2 separate regions of the Mus musculus genome follow, and region 1 is linked to region 2. The links are chromatin contacts, called in public ChIA-PET maps. All regions are on one chromosome and are shown on one strand. The core of a region is the stretch at or near the end of the contact, and the rest is flanking DNA. Distances in the headings are between cores, read along the strand shown. Region 1 has its middle 61 kb from the start of Gm33892. Region 2 has its middle 42 kb from the start of Aldh8a1.

Region 1 (4,014 bases), core at 1,460-3,959, 92 kb after region 2:
GGAGGAGTTACAGAGACAAAGTGTGGAGCAGAGACTGAAGGAATAACCATCCTGAGACTACCCTACCTGGGGATCCATCCCATACACAACCACCAACCCCAGATACTATTGTGGAAGCCAACAAGAGCTTGCTGACAAGAGCCTAATATAGCTGTGTCCTGAGAGGCTCTGCCAGTGCCAGAAAAATACAGGAGTGGATGCTCACAGCCATCCATTGGACAGAGCACAGGGTCCCCAATGAAGGAGCTATAGAAAGTACCCAGGAGCTGAAAGGGTTTGCAGCCCCATAGGAGGAATGACAATATGAACCAACCAGTACTCCCACAGCTCCTAGGGACTAAACCACCAACCAAAGAGTACACATGGAGGGACCCATGACTCTAGCTGCATATGTAGCAGAGGATGGCCTAGTCAGTCATCAATGGGAGGAGAGGCCCTTGGTCCTGTGAAGGCTCTATGCCTCAGTGTAGGGGAATGCCAGGGCCTGGAAGCAGGAGTAGGTGGGTTGGTGAGCAGAGGGAGGGGTGAGAGAATAGGAGTTTTCAGAAGGGGAAATCAGGAAAGGAGAGAACATTTGAAATGTAAATAAAGAAGATATCTAATAAAAAAAGAAAGAAAGAAAAAACTAAGCAAACAAACCCAAACTGAGTCTAAATAAATGTTAAGGATCTTCACTTTCAGTCCAAGATTGCTCTCTCCTTCTAAAGTAGGGCAAGGAGGAAAATGGCGGGCATGAGTTGTCCTAACCTTTGGGGTCTCTGCAAAGTCCCCTGAGACCACCATTTCCATGTAAACTCAGAGGAAAGGTCTGGCAGTTCCATGTAGGTGGGACAATCAACACTCTCTGCTTCCTCAGAAATGGAAGCTCCGGTGAGGTTTTCGAGTACTGGCTGAAGAGAAGAGGTCTACAGAATGACAGGGCCACAGAGAAGCATATAAGAATGACAGCCATGGCCCAGGCCACTTGCTAGACAACTGCTTCCTCATGCCCACACTGCTGTGCGCTTTATTACAACCCCTTATCTCTGTTCACTTCTCCCACTACATTTTTTGAGGTTAGATTTAAACCTTCGTTTTAAAGTCGCAAAAGACCAGAGCAGAATGATGTCAGCAGGAGACAGGATAGAAGGATCTAGAAATTCCAGTCTTAGCGCTGAATGGCTCTATCAGTTCAGGAAATGGGAGAATGGGCTTTTGCGTAGAGTGGGGTTGCTATACAGTAGGCAGACCAATCAACTAGTTGTTTTGCAGAGCTAATTTGGGAGTGAAAAGCGTGGTGTCTTCATGTGCACGGCTCATGCTCCGACCTTCTCCAGGTCCTAATCCTTTACCTCCTGGTTTTCCTGCAGCTCCAAAACCAAGTAAATCTTTCCCTTTTCCTTTCCAAGTTAGAAATGGAAGCGGTGGGATTTATCATCAGAACTGCTTCAATCCGGATGGATGGTGCTGAGACTGTTTCCTCCAACCGGCACTGCCTGTCTCTTCCTTGTCACCATTTGGAAGCTGCCCTGCCTCGCCATTTTTAGCATCTCTAAGGGGATTAAGGCTCTCAGTTCATTGTCTTCAAACTTCCACAGGAGAGAATCACAAAAATACTTCAGAGCAAGATGCCTGGGAGCTCGGAGCAGACAGAAGCCCCATCACCCTCCGGACGTGCTTTCTAGCCGTCACAGGGCACCCGCACACAGCAGCTGCGTGGCAGCAGATGAAGTACTTAGCTGGACCCCTTCATTTATCAGATTGTCATGAAACCCTCTCAAACATAATGCCAAGTGCCAGTTACAGACGCTGCTTTTCAGAGTGGGCAAACGGAGGCTTCGGGGAGTGTGAGAGAACCCACTCACGCACCATGGTCCACACAGATACTAAGAAGATGATGTTTTAAAGTTGATCAGTATCTCTGGAATATAAAAGTTTCCTTTTCTTCCCTCCTTCCTCTCCCCCTTCTCTTCCTCCTACTTATTCCTGCACTCTGTTTTAACTGAGGCCTTGCAAACACCACACACACATACATACACACAAATGCACACACACATGCATACACACATACACTCACACATACACACATATACACTCACACATACACACATGTATGCACACATACACACACATACATCCATACATACACATACACACATGCATACACACAAACACACATACATGCACATACACACATGCATAGACACATACACAAACATACACAAACACACACACACACACAAATTGGTGGTAATTTGAGTGCCAGTATCTGGCTTTTGAAAAAAGTACATTTTTCTTTAACTTCTACCTTATACCTAGCAAAAGTTCATCAACAGTACCTGAAGGTTTAAAAGGTTGTGAGAAGCCAATAAACCTCCCAACTTGACTACTCCTTCCCCAACAAAACAAGTAATTGTAGCAAAGCTAAAGCAATTTAACTCCAATTATGGAATTTGTTACTGAGCTGCTCCTGATAGCAGGCAGTATAACATTCATTAAAGGGTCAGCAGGATAGGAGCCAGGAGAAACTGCTTTTGGCACCTTCTGGCCATATGCAGTTACCTCTTAGATTCGACTGAATTACAGCATCTTATCTGCAAAATTAAATTTTCTTCTAAAAAGTGAGCAAGGTGAAAAAAAATCGGCCAGTGGAGAAATGAATGCTCCTCTAAGATCAGTCCGCAAATCTGAGCCACACAGAGAGGCCACTGAAGGACTCAAGATAAGCTTATCTGAGGACACTTTCTTCTAGAATTCTGCACACTGCCCCCACAGTTGCTGAAGCATGTCGGGGATGGAGGCTGAGAGCCAGGGGGTTGTTACTAGGCTGTTGATCTCATGGAAACACACGGTGAAGCCCAGTGGGCAGACTAGCCTGCTACAGAACCCAGCGGAGGACAGCTTCCCCTCTGCTGACAAACTAGAGGCAGCAGCCTGCACCCTTGGACACCACTCAAAGTCTAGTCATGTCCCTGTAGCTAGGTACACAGACTAAGTAGCTGTGCATCTAAATAAGCACCAGTTTATGGGGCCGGGGAGACGGCTGACTCCCATGATAAGGTGCTTACCGTGCAAGCTCAAGAACCAGAACTCAATCCCTGCCCCTGGCATGTGTGTAACCCCTGTACCCGTGCTCCTGCACACACTATAAACACGGACACGAGTGCACACTCACAGACGCACACGCACCTTAAAATAAGTGTGTTTATGAGCACTACTGCTTTGAGGATGAAGCATAGCTACCCATCAAGTGCTCAGCATCACAAAGGGTCAGTGATAACAACGAGGAAGAGGAGGAAGGGATGGGGATGACTACAGAACTGGGTACCAGCCAGAGCAAACTTTCCCTTAAACATTGGATGAATTAGACTCTTGCTAAGATCCATCAAAACAAAGTATCAGTCTTCAAACAAAATGTATTTGGATAATATTTAAATTTTCATTTTCATTCTTAACTGTTTTACTTTGGAGGGAGAGAAAACGTTTCATATTTACAGTGTTTCAAATAAAGAGACAGAGAAAACATGTAACAAAACTAGCCTGTGATTTTGGCCTTTGGCTATTATATAAATATATAAAAGCCAATCACACTCTGGGGAGTGGAATGCTACAAAAATGCAAAACCAGTGAAGAGTATTTTCTGCAGCATCATTTTCTGAGAAGCCCCTGAGTGATGGTGGTGGGTAGAGAAACTGAGGCACAGAGAGTATTGAATAAACATACATTCTTCATTCTGGTAGACTTGCAGGGGGCAAAAAGCGACTCTGTGCATATATTTGGGATCATATTAGCAGTTGAACCAAATTCCGCCCCAGTCAGGTGCTGCCCACGTCTCCTTGCCGTTATCAGAACGCTTCGCCTTGCACATTTTGTCCTGGCATCTGAGCACACAGCCGAAATACTGATGCTCAGATAACATGGAGAATAAAATCCGCACGAAGTTAACACGTTAGAACTTTTCCATGAGTAATGTGCTCCCTGAGATAAGCTTTATTGCATAGAAGCGATTAACAAGTTTATGGGCTGAGTAGTTCA
Region 2 (3,517 bases), core at 342-2,841:
CCAGGAAGTTTTTCTCTCTGAGCCAGAGTAATTACATTTGTAACATTCTGTTTAATCCATCCATAGCTTGAACTTATTTAAAAACATATTTATTGAGTTCATACCAATTGCTGTGCTAGGTTTTTTGATGTGGGTGTGGATAAGGCATGAGCAAAGCCCTAAACATTCACATTTCTGTGGAAAGCCAAGCACAGAACATAAGGGGAAGACACGAAACTGCCAGATACCAGTGAATTAATCAAATCAGCCAGGCATCTATGCCATCTCCACCCCTCCGGACTTTGTGTGCATGTGTGAGTGTAAAAGTGAGTGTACATGTGCATATTAATGTGTGTGCAAGTGTGTATGTGTGCATGTGAATGTATATATGTGTATGAGTGTGTGTATGTGTGTCTGAGTGTGTGTATGTATATGTGTGTGAGTATGTGTTTGAGTGTATGTATGTAAGTGTGTGTGTGTGTGTGTGTGTGTGTGATGCTGAAATTTTAATGTTATTAATGTTATTTCACTGAGCTATATCTCCAGCTCTAAATTCCCTTTCTAGGTTCATGGTGGAAATTAAGCAATGCTGTTGGACAGGAAAACAGGTCATGTTTAGGGTCTACTAGTAAAGTCTACATATGGCTTAGTGACCTTGACTAGAGATATACAAATACTTGCTCACCCAAAAATACATAATAAAAGGCATTTTCTGTTATTAGCCTACATCTATCCTTGTTTCCAAGCCAATGGAATCCCATTTGCTTGGCTTCTTTGGTTTCAGGGGTGTAGAATATACCCTTGGATTCTGTGATTGACAAATGATTATCCTAAACTAATTTACCAATTTCAACTAGGGTGAGTTATATGATGTTCAAAAGTTGGCAACTGGTTTAGGAATGGTTGTGGGGTCCAGTTTTAGCCAATGAGACAACACAGAGAATGCTTAGGGATGCTTCTGGAAAAGTTCTTTCTTTCCTTATAGAGGAGAGACAAGCCTTGCTGGCATCCCTTGCTCCCCCCTGGAGCATACCCTGATATTGCAGGCGAAACAGGCACACTGTGACCAAGAGCAAAGAACCAGGATGAAAGCGTCTGCTAAGTATTATGGGTATGAAAAGATGGTGTGAGCTATGGTCTCCCGGGATGTCATTGAGCAGCAAGGCGAGCCCAGGGCCTTCTGCTTCCATGTTCAGACTTTTGTGTGAGAAGTCTTCTGTTACTCACTGGCTGAAGCATCCCTAACTGATATGGTGCACTGGTCAGGTTTAATATACCCGTTGACATAATTGAACATTGGAAACTCATTATTTACCTACCAAATACTTCCTGATGAACATCAGGTATCAGAACCAGTGTGGAATAAGAACAAGAAGAGGAGATTCTAAACGCAGGTGTGATCTGTAATCTCTGTCATTGTATTGGCTGGATTGAGAAATACCCAGAAAGAGCCCACTGACTGTATCAGTCAGGCTGTTTCCAGAGAGGTTAACGGAGGACGGAAGTCCCACCCCGAGTGGAGGTTGAACCACATCAGAGGCTGCCATCCTGAGCTGAGTAAAGCACAAAACAATCAGCACCCGCATTCACGGCTCTCGACCTTTGCTGCAGGCACACTGTGAACTTCCGCTTCACGCTGCAGGCACACTGTGAACTTCCGCTTCACGCCGCAGGCACACTGTGAACTTCCGCTTCACGCTCCTGACCTGTGTGTTCCCTGCCAGGGTGGATTGCATCTTCAAACTGTGAGTCAAAATAACTTTGTCGTTCCTTGAGACATTTCTGTCAGGCATTTTATCAGAACACTGAGAACTGTAGTTATAGGAAATAAGATAAAATATAGGCCCCATTTGGTATCAGTACAATCAAAGCGAACAAATACAGGACCAAGGAGACCTTGTTTACTTGAGCTTCCAATAAAAACAAACAAACAAACAAACAAATCCTTGCTTTACTCAAGTCCAGCACAGAACAAGACTGCACTTCTCCAGGCTTTGTGTGCTCCATGAACCAAGCACTCGGAGGGAGGGATTATCATCCGGTTTGGAGCTTTGATTCCTGGGGCAGTTTTAGCAATTTAGAGTTTGCACCCTCACTTACAGAAAAACATTGGTGTAAAATGAGCGTAGTGATTTAACCTTAGAATAAAAAATGTGTTGGGGACAATGAGTGAGCTCTGAGATGTACATCAGAGCGCTTGCAAACCCCTGACCAGTCTTGCGCACTGGATAAGGCCCTGAAGCAAGCAGGCTTTTTATAAGGTCGCCACACATATTCTTAGTGTCCTGAGAGGGGGAGCTGCCCACCCTTTGCTATGCCAGAAAGTTAAATAATCCATTAGTTTATTTATTTATTATGAATTATTTGTAAGATATTATGAAATTTAACCAAGTCATTTCTGAAGCCTTGTTCACTGCCATCTTTAACCCCCTGCTTTGTTTTTCCTGGGCTTTGCGTCTGAATCCTTTTCTGGCGTTTTCTCTTCATCCTCTTCAATTCCTCATTGAAGGCGCTCCCTTGGCTTAATATTTAGAAATGTCTTATTAGTATACTCATCAACACGAAAATGTATCAAAGAGCCAGATTTCTTTTCTGATTTCAATTACATACCTGTGGTCTTAAACCTCTCTTTTGCTTTGGGGTATATTTTCCTACCTTACAGCCACTTTCTTCTGCTTATAACTGGCAGCTAAGTTAGCCTAGGATACGGTTTATGGTGCTTTGTTTTCTTTCCCAGAATCTTCAACGCCTTTAAACCGAGTAACCTTATCTTTGCCTTTATTCAATGGTCGGCCTGCGTTTCAACTTCCCTTTCCTCCCTTATCTCAAGCTATTCTCTGAAAAAGCCCTACTCAGGTTAAATCGCTCTTCCGGGTGGCCCTTCAAGCACGGGCCATTTCTTCCTTACCAAAAGCAAGAGCACATTTTTTTTTTCCTTACCACGAGTGTTGTGTGTTTGCTGAGATTTCTCTCAGCACTGAACGCCATCCAAACGTCATCATTTTGCCATATGTACTTCCACACAACGTTCTCTAGTCCTGTCCACACCATTTGGGGGTCACATTTTGTTTGTTGACTGGCACTTTTTAAAATTGCTACTTGATTGGTCTGTTTTTCGTCCCAAGTGTCTGAGTTTCGAGAAAAGGAGGGCGTGGCACAGCGCGTGCGCAAACCTGTCTATACAGTACCTTGAGTTTAACAAAACTCAGAAATGCCAGAAGCCTTCCCCCAAGGGTTGAAGTCTCTCGCTCTCAAAGGAGACTTGGTCAGGTCAGGGGCAGGTTGATTAATAGGATCTGAGTTAAATGGCATGGAACCTGTAAGCCTGGCTGTGTGCAGTCTGACTAAGTGAGCTCTCGTGGTACACATCATTGAGGCTAGCTCAGGGAGAACACGAGATAGCAGACAAGAGTGGCACACATTTTTTTTTACTTACCAGATGTAGCACCACTTCTCCCCAACAGGTGGCGCTGGTTCTCTGTAACATTTTGTTCTCGCCCCTCCTCTCTCTTCCCCTCCCCTTTCCTCCCCTGCCTCT

The links. ChIA-PET counts read pairs in DNA pulled down with a chosen protein or histone mark.
Region 1: an SMC1A ChIA-PET map of the G1E-ER4 cell line shows a contact between it and region 2, with 8 read pairs. The contact joins two enhancer-like sites.

The regions. Positions count from the first base shown.
Region 1 is chr10:21,508,807-21,512,820 of GRCm38.p6, forward strand. No RefSeq gene overlaps it. Among named protein-coding and RNA genes, the nearest start is that of Gm33892, 61 kb to the right of the region's middle. Within about 2 kb of position 2,710, at least 5 of the 459 cell types and tissues checked have an H3K27ac peak or open chromatin away from gene starts, as enhancers often do. A contact at or near this core is called in the G1E-ER4 cell line, where this site is marked.
Region 2 is chr10:21,417,795-21,421,311 of GRCm38.p6, forward strand. No RefSeq gene overlaps it. Among named protein-coding and RNA genes, the nearest start is that of Aldh8a1, 42 kb to the left of the region's middle. Within about 2 kb of position 1,592, at least 34 of the 459 cell types and tissues checked have an H3K27ac peak or open chromatin away from gene starts, as enhancers often do. A contact at or near this core is called in the G1E-ER4 cell line, where this site is marked.